Regions from separate parts of the Mus musculus genome. Here all the other regions are linked to region 3. A link is a contact called in public promoter capture Hi-C data. All regions are on one chromosome and are shown on one strand. The core of a region is the stretch at or near the end of the contact, and the rest is flanking DNA. Distances in the headings are between cores, read along the strand shown.

Evidence for each region. Promoter capture Hi-C pulls out the DNA fragments that hold promoters and counts their contacts. Capture Hi-C pulls out chosen DNA fragments and counts their contacts.
Region 1: a contact with region 3 is called in a promoter capture Hi-C map of liver, with 2.5 times the contacts expected there. The contact joins the promoter of Bid here to the enhancer-like site in region 3. A contact is called at or near these places in 2 of 39 promoter capture datasets (liver and pre-B cells) and 2 of 115 datasets of contacts at active chromatin or transcription factors (large pre-B cells and pancreatic cancer cells).
Region 2: a promoter capture Hi-C map of liver shows a contact between it and region 3. The contact joins two enhancer-like sites. A contact is called at or near these places in 3 of 39 promoter capture datasets (cranial neural crest, frontonasal cranial neural crest and liver) and 1 of 9 other capture datasets (liver).

Annotation. Positions count from the first base shown.
Region 1 is chr6:120,915,450-120,918,149 of GRCm38.p6, reverse strand. It overlaps Bid (BH3 interacting domain death agonist), which reads left to right and starts at 1,326. Exons shown (of 6, transcript NM_007544.4): 1 at 1,326-1,416.
Region 2 is chr6:119,825,458-119,828,157 of GRCm38.p6, reverse strand. Erc1 (ELKS/RAB6-interacting/CAST family member 1) reads left to right here. Exons shown (of 21, transcript NM_053204.2): 2 at 2,339-2,477. Among named protein-coding and RNA genes, the nearest start is that of Erc1, 21 kb to the left of the region's middle. Within about 2 kb of position 1,262, at least 9 of the 459 cell types and tissues checked have an H3K27ac peak or open chromatin away from gene starts, as enhancers often do. A contact at or near this core is called in liver, where this site is marked.
Region 3 is chr6:120,375,595-120,378,294 of GRCm38.p6, reverse strand. The region is part of intron 4 of Kdm5a (lysine (K)-specific demethylase 5A); the gene reads right to left. Among named protein-coding and RNA genes, the nearest start is that of Gm24592, 4.2 kb to the left of the region's middle. Within about 2 kb of position 1,379, at least 14 of the 459 cell types and tissues checked have an H3K27ac peak or open chromatin away from gene starts, as enhancers often do. A contact at or near this core is called in liver, where this site is marked.

The sequences.
Region 1 (2,700 bases), core at 77-2,576, 540 kb before region 3:
CTCTCCAACCCTGCCCCCGCTGTTCATCACCAAGCTCTTCCACTATGTGATTTCAAGTGTAACTTTTTTTTTGGCGGGGGGTGGGGGGGTGGGGGAGTGGGGGGTGGGGTGGGGTTGGTTTTTCGACAGACAGGGTTTCTCTGTATAGCCCTGGCTGTCCTGGAACTCACTTTGTAGACCAGGCTGGCCTCGAACAGAGGCCTCCCAAGTGCCGGGATTAAAGGCGTGCGACACCACGCCCGGCTTCAAGTGTAACTTTTATTGATCGTAAAATTAGAGCCATCTTCCTTTAAGAAGAATTGGAAAATATAAAGAGGAAAAAGAAACCCTGGAGATGGCTCGGTTTGTAAAGTACTTCATATGCGTAAGAACTGGACTTTGGATCCCTAGCACCCATGTAAAAAATAGAGTGCTGTGTGTATCTACAATTCCATTGTTATTGGTGCACAGTGGAAGCTTCCTGGAGCTCACCTGGCAGTCAGCCTAGGGAAATCACGCGTGGAGCTGGGAAGCTGGTCCACTCCCCTCACCCCACACCATCTCAAAAGAAAAAAAAAAAAGGTGGAAAGGTGGAGAGTGATGAAGGAAAACACTGACCTCTGGCTTAAATACACACATACACACACAAACACACACCAACCATGTGATTTTTTTTTTTTTTTTTTTTTTTTTTTGTCTTCTCAGATCCAGTTTCTCTGCTCAGGAACAGCAATTTCCATGGTTCTATTTACTTCCTCATACTTCCAGAATTCACTTTCTTGTTTCTCTTTCACTTTTGTCACTGTCACGTGTCCTTTGGGGGTACTGGCTGGCACTTAAGTATATAGCATTGGGACTTCTCTGGACAGGGGAACTAGCTAGCAGTTTGAGATTATCTGCTAGCCTCCTGGTTCTTTCCACATTCATCCTTGCTGATTCATTCCATGACCGAGAACCCCGCAACCCCCATCCCTGCCTTCCCCACAAGAGTTTAAAAATTCTGCAAGCAGCTGCGCAGGAGAAACAATAGGGACCTCCCAGCATCTCTGATAGGGCCGATTCTGACAGGGTCACTAGTCTTGAGTGTGCCAACCCTGCTATGTAATACATCAAGACAATGCGGAGAGGTCGGGATCAAGTATGACACCCCATCCTCACGAGGGCAGGTCGCCCAGGCTTTGGGGACTCTGGGGAGCGCAGGTTCCGGGTGTACCTTCCTTCCTGTCCCCCGTAGCGAGCCGGTAGGACCCTTGGGTTTCCGCAAAGTGTGGCCAGTCGGAGGGCGGAGCATCCGGAGGGCGGGGCTATCACAGGGGCGGGGCTCCCGGGCGAGCACGAGGAAAGGTAGGTGGAGTAGAGCGCCGGGCCGAGTGTGGCTCCGCAAACCTTTGCCTTAGCCCGTTCGCCGCCCGGTACCGGCGCAGCGGCGTCTGCGTGGTGAGTATGCCCACCCTACTGGGCGCCCCCACAGTTCCCCTCTGGGAGGACGGGGTCGGCACGGAGCTCAGTTTCGTATGCTATCGATCCTTCGTGATGGCGGGGCTCTTGCGCCTTGATGGAGGCGGGGTGAGGGCGCCGGCCACAGGGTGCCACCGCGGAGCTGAGGGGAAGGCACTCACTCGAAGGCCTGGGGCGTGCGCCACTCGCGGTCCCCCTCAGCGCTCGGTCCTGGTCCGCTTCGGGCAGGCCTCCTGGTGGACCCGGGGTCCCCGCGGTCGCGCGCCACTCGGCAGGTGCGCGCAGAGCTGGAAAGGCGGGCCTGAGGTCTCGCTGCGCTCCGCTATGGCCACCCACAAAAATCAACAAGGAACGGCTACAGCCCACAAATGGGCCCTGCAAAAGCCCTGGAACCCCAACCCAGGGAACACAGACCTTGGAAGACTGCAGCGAGGGGCACCTTTCCTACACCCGTGGGCACTACTGTGTGCACAGCTCACACTCACGCCTGAACTGTGAGGAAGTGGCTGACCCCTCCGCATCTCCAGTACCCAAAATGGTTTGAAAATGTGCACAGACTGGTTGCTGATGTTTTTAAAAAGTTTGTTGAATGGTTGGCTGAATAACCCTATAGGATTCTAGAAGAAACCCACAGTCTTCAGCCACCAAGTGGCCTGGGCCCACAAGGATTCACACATTCGTTCATTCATTCTTTCGTACATTCATTTACATACTCAACAAATAAGTGTGGACCAGGGACGGATCAGGGTAGAACTTTGTGGGTGGTGAGAGGCTGGAATGAAGAGCTCTGTAAAGGACCAGGTGGTGTTGAGTATGGGACTTCTAGGCTGGGCTTGACCTTCATCTGATAAGCCACATAGTTCTGAGTCAAGAGCATCCTGAGGACCCAGGCAGGGCTCCCCTACTTTCCCAGGCTACTGCCTGGTGCCATGGCCAGGATTGCCCTTACTGGAAGACTACCTTGAAGCCGGGTCTAGGATAAGCTAGCTGTGGAATGGAGCTGGGAGAAACCACAAGAAGGATGTGGACTTTCCACATTCCAGCTCTACCCAACCAGGAGACTTTGCAGCCCTGCCCCATCCCCTGGGACTTGGTCCCAGGCACTACCCTGGCAGTCAGCTCTGAGTGTTTCCATGGGGGGGGGGGGAGCCTGATCCAGTGCTGGGGCTGAGTTCAGAGGCTTTAATACTTGAGTGGGCTGAGCTCTAAGAAGGACTCGGCTGGGTGGTGGTGGGGAAGCAGGGTGGCGATTGTGTGTGTCCT
Region 2 (2,700 bases), core at 13-2,512, 550 kb after region 3:
AGATCTGCCTGCCTCTGCCTCCCTAGTGCTGCAGTTAAAGGCATGCCACCACTGCCCAGATGACTTACTTTAAGCATCACAATTATTTATATATAGCTTACTCTGAGGTAGGTATTATTAGTGGTCTAAAAAAGGCTTAGAGTATAATGGTGGATATGTGTAGTCTATATGCAAAGCCTTTTTGTATAAGAAATTCCAGTTATGGAGTTTTGAGAGCCAGTCCATCCCTACCCTGGTATCCTTCCAACTTTATGTCTTTTTTTGTTCAGTTACCCATTGGTTAGTTTGTGCTGTTCATATTCTTCTGGATGTTGAACCACCCACTGAAACGTGGTTAACTAAAGGGAACCATACTCAGAAAGAAAACTGACTCTCCCTACCCCAGAAGCTGTCAGCTGTTCGTAGCTCTTCAGTTAAAGGAGTGTGTAGGCTTTTAACCCCCTTCACTCAGTGCTAGACTGTGGACTGGCTTGATCTTGTGCAGGCAAACACAGCTGCTGTGAGTTCCTTAGTGTAGTGGTCCTCTCATGAGAAGACAGTCTTTGCTCTGGGTTTTCCCTGACCTTTGGTTCTTACAATGTCTCTGAATACTTTTCCGTGATGATCCCTGAGCCTTGGGGAGGCCAGGATATACAGTATGTCTGTCCCATTTAGGCTGAGTACTCCACAGCCACTAATTCTCTGCACTTCTCTCACCAGTAGTGAGTTTCTGTGTTAACCATCATTCAGCGCACAAAGAAACTAAAGAGTGGCAGCACTCTACAGATGCAGAGATAAAATTTGGAGGGCAGTGTGGTATTATGTCTGTTTAGCAAAATAATCAGTCAGTTCACTCCTGGGGCCTATGAACTTTCCAACCATGGGTTAATTGGCTAGATTTGCAATACCAGGCATGTTCTTCTTCCCGTGGAACAGTCCTTAAATCCAACCAGAAAGTGGTTACTTCCATAACATCGATGCCAGCCCCTTTTTTGCTGTTCTCAGCTTGGGAATATTGTTGGTGACTTTCATTTTCTCTCCAGTAGCCTGCATAGCTATAGAAGTAGGTGTCGGAGAGGACGCTTCCTGGTCTTTACCAACTATTTATGTTCTGTGACCAATGTGTGTAGTGTCCTCAGAAATCAAATCTTACCATTAAGTTTAAGTTCTGGTGGGCAGCCAAGAGCGGAGCCAGCACTCTGTACTTTTTTCCAGTTCTTTCTTTTTGAGACAGTTTTGCTGGCGACACATCAGCTTGGTTTGGAATTTGTAAAAGCTCACATTGGCCTTGAACTTGATAACCTCTTGCTTCATCTTCCCCAATGCTTGGGGTTACAAGCAGATACAACCCTGTCTGTCTGGTTTATTTGTTTTGTTTATTTTATTTCATCTTATATTTTGAGACGTAGCTCAAGCTGGCCTTATCTGCCTCAGACTCCCTGTAGCTAGGATTATAAACATGTCTCATGTCTGCTTTTATAATAAAGTCTGTAGTTCTTTATGAGAATATGATGATCTGATGGGACTTTGTTTCCCAGAATTTTACTTAGAACATTATTGGGTATTGTACAGTATCCGGTGTTGATGTACATTATTTTATTGATGAAATACTTGATACGTATGCTCAGTGTTACACATAAAAGCACTCGGTAACCTGATATCAAGGAGAGGTTTCCCTGCCAAATTAGTTTTAAAAAAGGGGAAGGGCTGGAGAGATGGCTCAGTGGCTAAGAGCATGTTCTATTTTTTTTTTAAGATTTATTTTTATTATTCTAATTATGTGTTATGGGTTATGTGCACATGAATGCGGGTGCGCAGAGGTTCAGTGGTGTCTGATTCCTCTGGAGCTGGCTATTGTACTTCTAGTCCTCCATTTGAATTTTAGAATCAGCATTTTTAAATTACATGAAAATCTACTGGGATTTTGTGAATGAACTGGGAGAAGAGCTGATACCTTCACAGTATGGGTAACTTTTAACTTTTTTTTTCATTATTGAGGTATGATTTTATGTATTTTAGTAGAGATTTAAATGCTTGAACATTTTTGTTAGGTTTTAGGTACCTTTTATAGGTTTGTTGTTGTTAGCAGGACTTAACTTATTTTTTGATCAGGGTCTTGTGTATGTGAAACTCAGCTGTAGATGAAGATGGCCTTTACCTCTTCTGCTGCAATTATTGCCATGTATGTGCTGCAACATCCATTAATGTAGTGTTGGGGCTCGAACCCAGAGCTACATTTCTTCTCCTCCCCCTCACTCTTCTCTCTCTGTATGATATGTGTTTGACTGTTGGCAGGGGTCAGCCTCAGGTGTTGATCCTGGCCTTCACCTTGGTTGAAATGGAGTCTTTTGTTCTTTAGCTGGCCCATGAGCTTCTGGGAATTTTCCCTTCTCCGCCTCCCATCTCACCATAGGAGCACTGGGATTTCAGATGCATGCTATCGCCTTCAGTTCTACCTCATTTCTGGGGAAGTGACCAAGTGTTCTCATCCTTGCATGGCAAGTACTTTACACACTGATCCATCTCCCTAACCTTAACCTTAAGAGCTACATTTTCTAATTGTTATTCCCAATGTGCATGAAAGTATTGATATTTAAATATTGATCTTATGGAAATTTAGCTGTTATTAGTTCTAATGATGTGTCAAAGTATTAATATTTATATATTGAGCTTCTCTCTGACTAATGCATTAAGTTTTTTTTATTGATTCTGATAATGTAT
Region 3 (2,700 bases), core at 130-2,629:
ATGTGTGATGATTTGTATATGCTTGGCCCAGGAAATGGCACTATTAGGAGGTGTGGCCTTGTTGGAGTAGTGTATTACTGTGGATGTGGGCTTTAAGATCCTTACAATTAGCTGCCTGGAAGCATTCAGCTAGCAGCCTTCAGATGAAGATGTAGAACTCTCAGCTACTCCTGCATCATGCCTGCCTGGATGGCGCCATGTTCCTGCCTTGATAATGAACTGAACCTCTGAACCTGTAAGCCAGTCCCAATTATGTGTTGTCTTTATAGAAGTTGCCTTGGTCATGGTGTCTGTTCACAGCAGTAAAACCCTAAGAAAGAAGTTGGTACTAGGGTATTGCTGTGATAGGCCTGACCATGCTTTTGTCTTAAGAATGTGGATTTGGGGGCTGGTGAGATGGCTCAGTGGGTAAGAGCACCCGACTGCTCTTCCGAAGGTCCAGGGTTCAAATCCAAGCAACCACATGGTGGCTCACAACCATCCGTAACAAGATCTGACTCCCTCTTCTGGATTGTCTGAAGACAGCTACAGTGTACTTACATATAATAATAAATAAATCTTAAAAAAAAAAAAAAGAATGTGGATTTGGGAACTTTGGATTTAGACAGCAGTATAATGTTTAAGTGGAGCTCAATGGGTTATCCTAGTAGGAATATGGAAGACTTTGTTTTGTTGCTGAGAGTGATGTGAACTGTGCAGACCAAGCCCAAGAGGTTTCAGTGGAGAAAAATTCCAGTATGTGGCGTACAGACTATTTTTGTGGTATTTTGGTGACTGCTTTCTGCCCTTGTCTGAAAAGTCTACATGAGGTTAAAGTAAAGAGATTTTTTGTTTTGTTTTGTGTTTTGTTTATTTTGGAGGCAGGGTTTCTGTGGAACTCACTCTGTAGACCAGGCTGGCCTCAAACTCAGAAATTCACCTGCCTCTGCCTCCCAAGTGCTGGGATCAAAGGTGTGTGCTATCACACCCAGCCTTAAAGTAAAGAGATTTGTATTAATTGCACTGACAAAGGAAGTCTCAAAATAGCCCAGCAGAGACTTTGTTCTCATGAAGAGCATCTTGAACAAGTGTAGCAAGCTTAGAAAGGAAAAATATAAAATATATGGTTTGAGTATTAATGTGGCACCAGGAAGTGAAATGGAGCTGAATCCTGTGTTCTAGGAGATAACAAATTAAGGGAATGGGACTACAGGACAAGATCCTACCCAACTAAAATTTAGATCCAAGCACGGTGGGAGGCACCTTTAATCCCTGGAGACAGGCATACAGATCTCTGAGTTCAAGGTCAATTATAGACCAAGATCCAGGATACAAGCTTAGGCAGTGAAGGAGTTGGAAAACAGGAAGCTAGTGATAATATAATAGAACAAGGGGGTCATAGTCCAGCTCCTGTAAACAGCGGAACTCAGCAGCTTTGGCAATGTGGCTCTGGCTTTAGAGTGAAAAATAAAAGGGACTACTGGGACAATTGACACTGGTTAGCTAGAGCTAAGAAATTAGCAAGGATTAAGAAGAGACCAGTATCACTGAGGTGAAATCTTCTGGGAAATGTTTGTTGAGAGCACAAAGAAGCTGTGTTTCCAAAATTTTCGAGATGCCAAAGCCATAGGATATCTGCTGAGGAATGCTGCTAACAGGGAGTGGAACCAGCCCAGGATTATAAATTTGTTTCAGTCAACAAAGGAGTTGGAGATCCTTTTGACATCAGAAATGGAGATACAGAGTTTAGAGTTTGCCCAGCTGGTTTCCTGTCTTGATTTGGGGATTATAGCTAAGTGAATGGATGGATCTCAGAAAAGACTTTGAACTTTTAACAGTGTTGAGACTGCTATAGACTATGAGGACTTCTGAAGTTGGACTAAATGTCCTTTTATATTGCTACTGCTAGATATGGCCCCCATAGACTCAGCCTATGGGGGCCAGGGAGTGGAATGTGTTGGGTTTGTATATGTTTGGCCCAGGAAGTAACACTATTAGGAGGTGTGGCCTTGTTGGAGTAGTTGTGCCACCATGAGCGTGGGCTTTAAGACCCTTATCCTAGCTGCATGTTAGTCAAGTATTCTGCTAGCAGCCTTCAGATGAAGATGTAGAACTCTCAGCTCTGCCTGTACCATGCCTGCCTGGATGCTGCCATGTTTCTGCCTTGGTGATAATGAACTGAACCTCTGAACCTATAAGCCATCCCCAATTATATGTTGTCCTTATAGGAGTTGCCTTGGTCATAGTGTGTGCTCACAGCAGTAAACCCTAAGACAGTCAGTGAGGGGGAAAAAAAAAACATTCAAGATTCACAAAAAAGTTTAAGCTAACCTGAATGGTGCACTACTAACTTGACAGACACAATGGGTCCACTAGTATATACTGGCAGCTAACCAGTCACTTCTTGGATTTGAGGTCTATTTCACAGAAGGGAAGTCATCTTTGATACTATACACATAATCAAAAAGTCAGTGACTGGAAAAGTGATAGTCCCTGGTGAGAAATTTACTGCTATTTTGCTAAATAGTCAAGATATGCCTGTCAAACTGGATTTTAAGTATTTATGATCATATAATAGTGCTGTTATCCTCTTTGACCAGAAAAGCTTCTTTCTACAGTGTGTGGTGGATAATACCAAGACTCATAACTGGTTAAAGTGTGAGAATAAGAGGCTATTTAAGGCTGATTTAAAACAGAAACCTCTGAAATGCCCACTTTAAG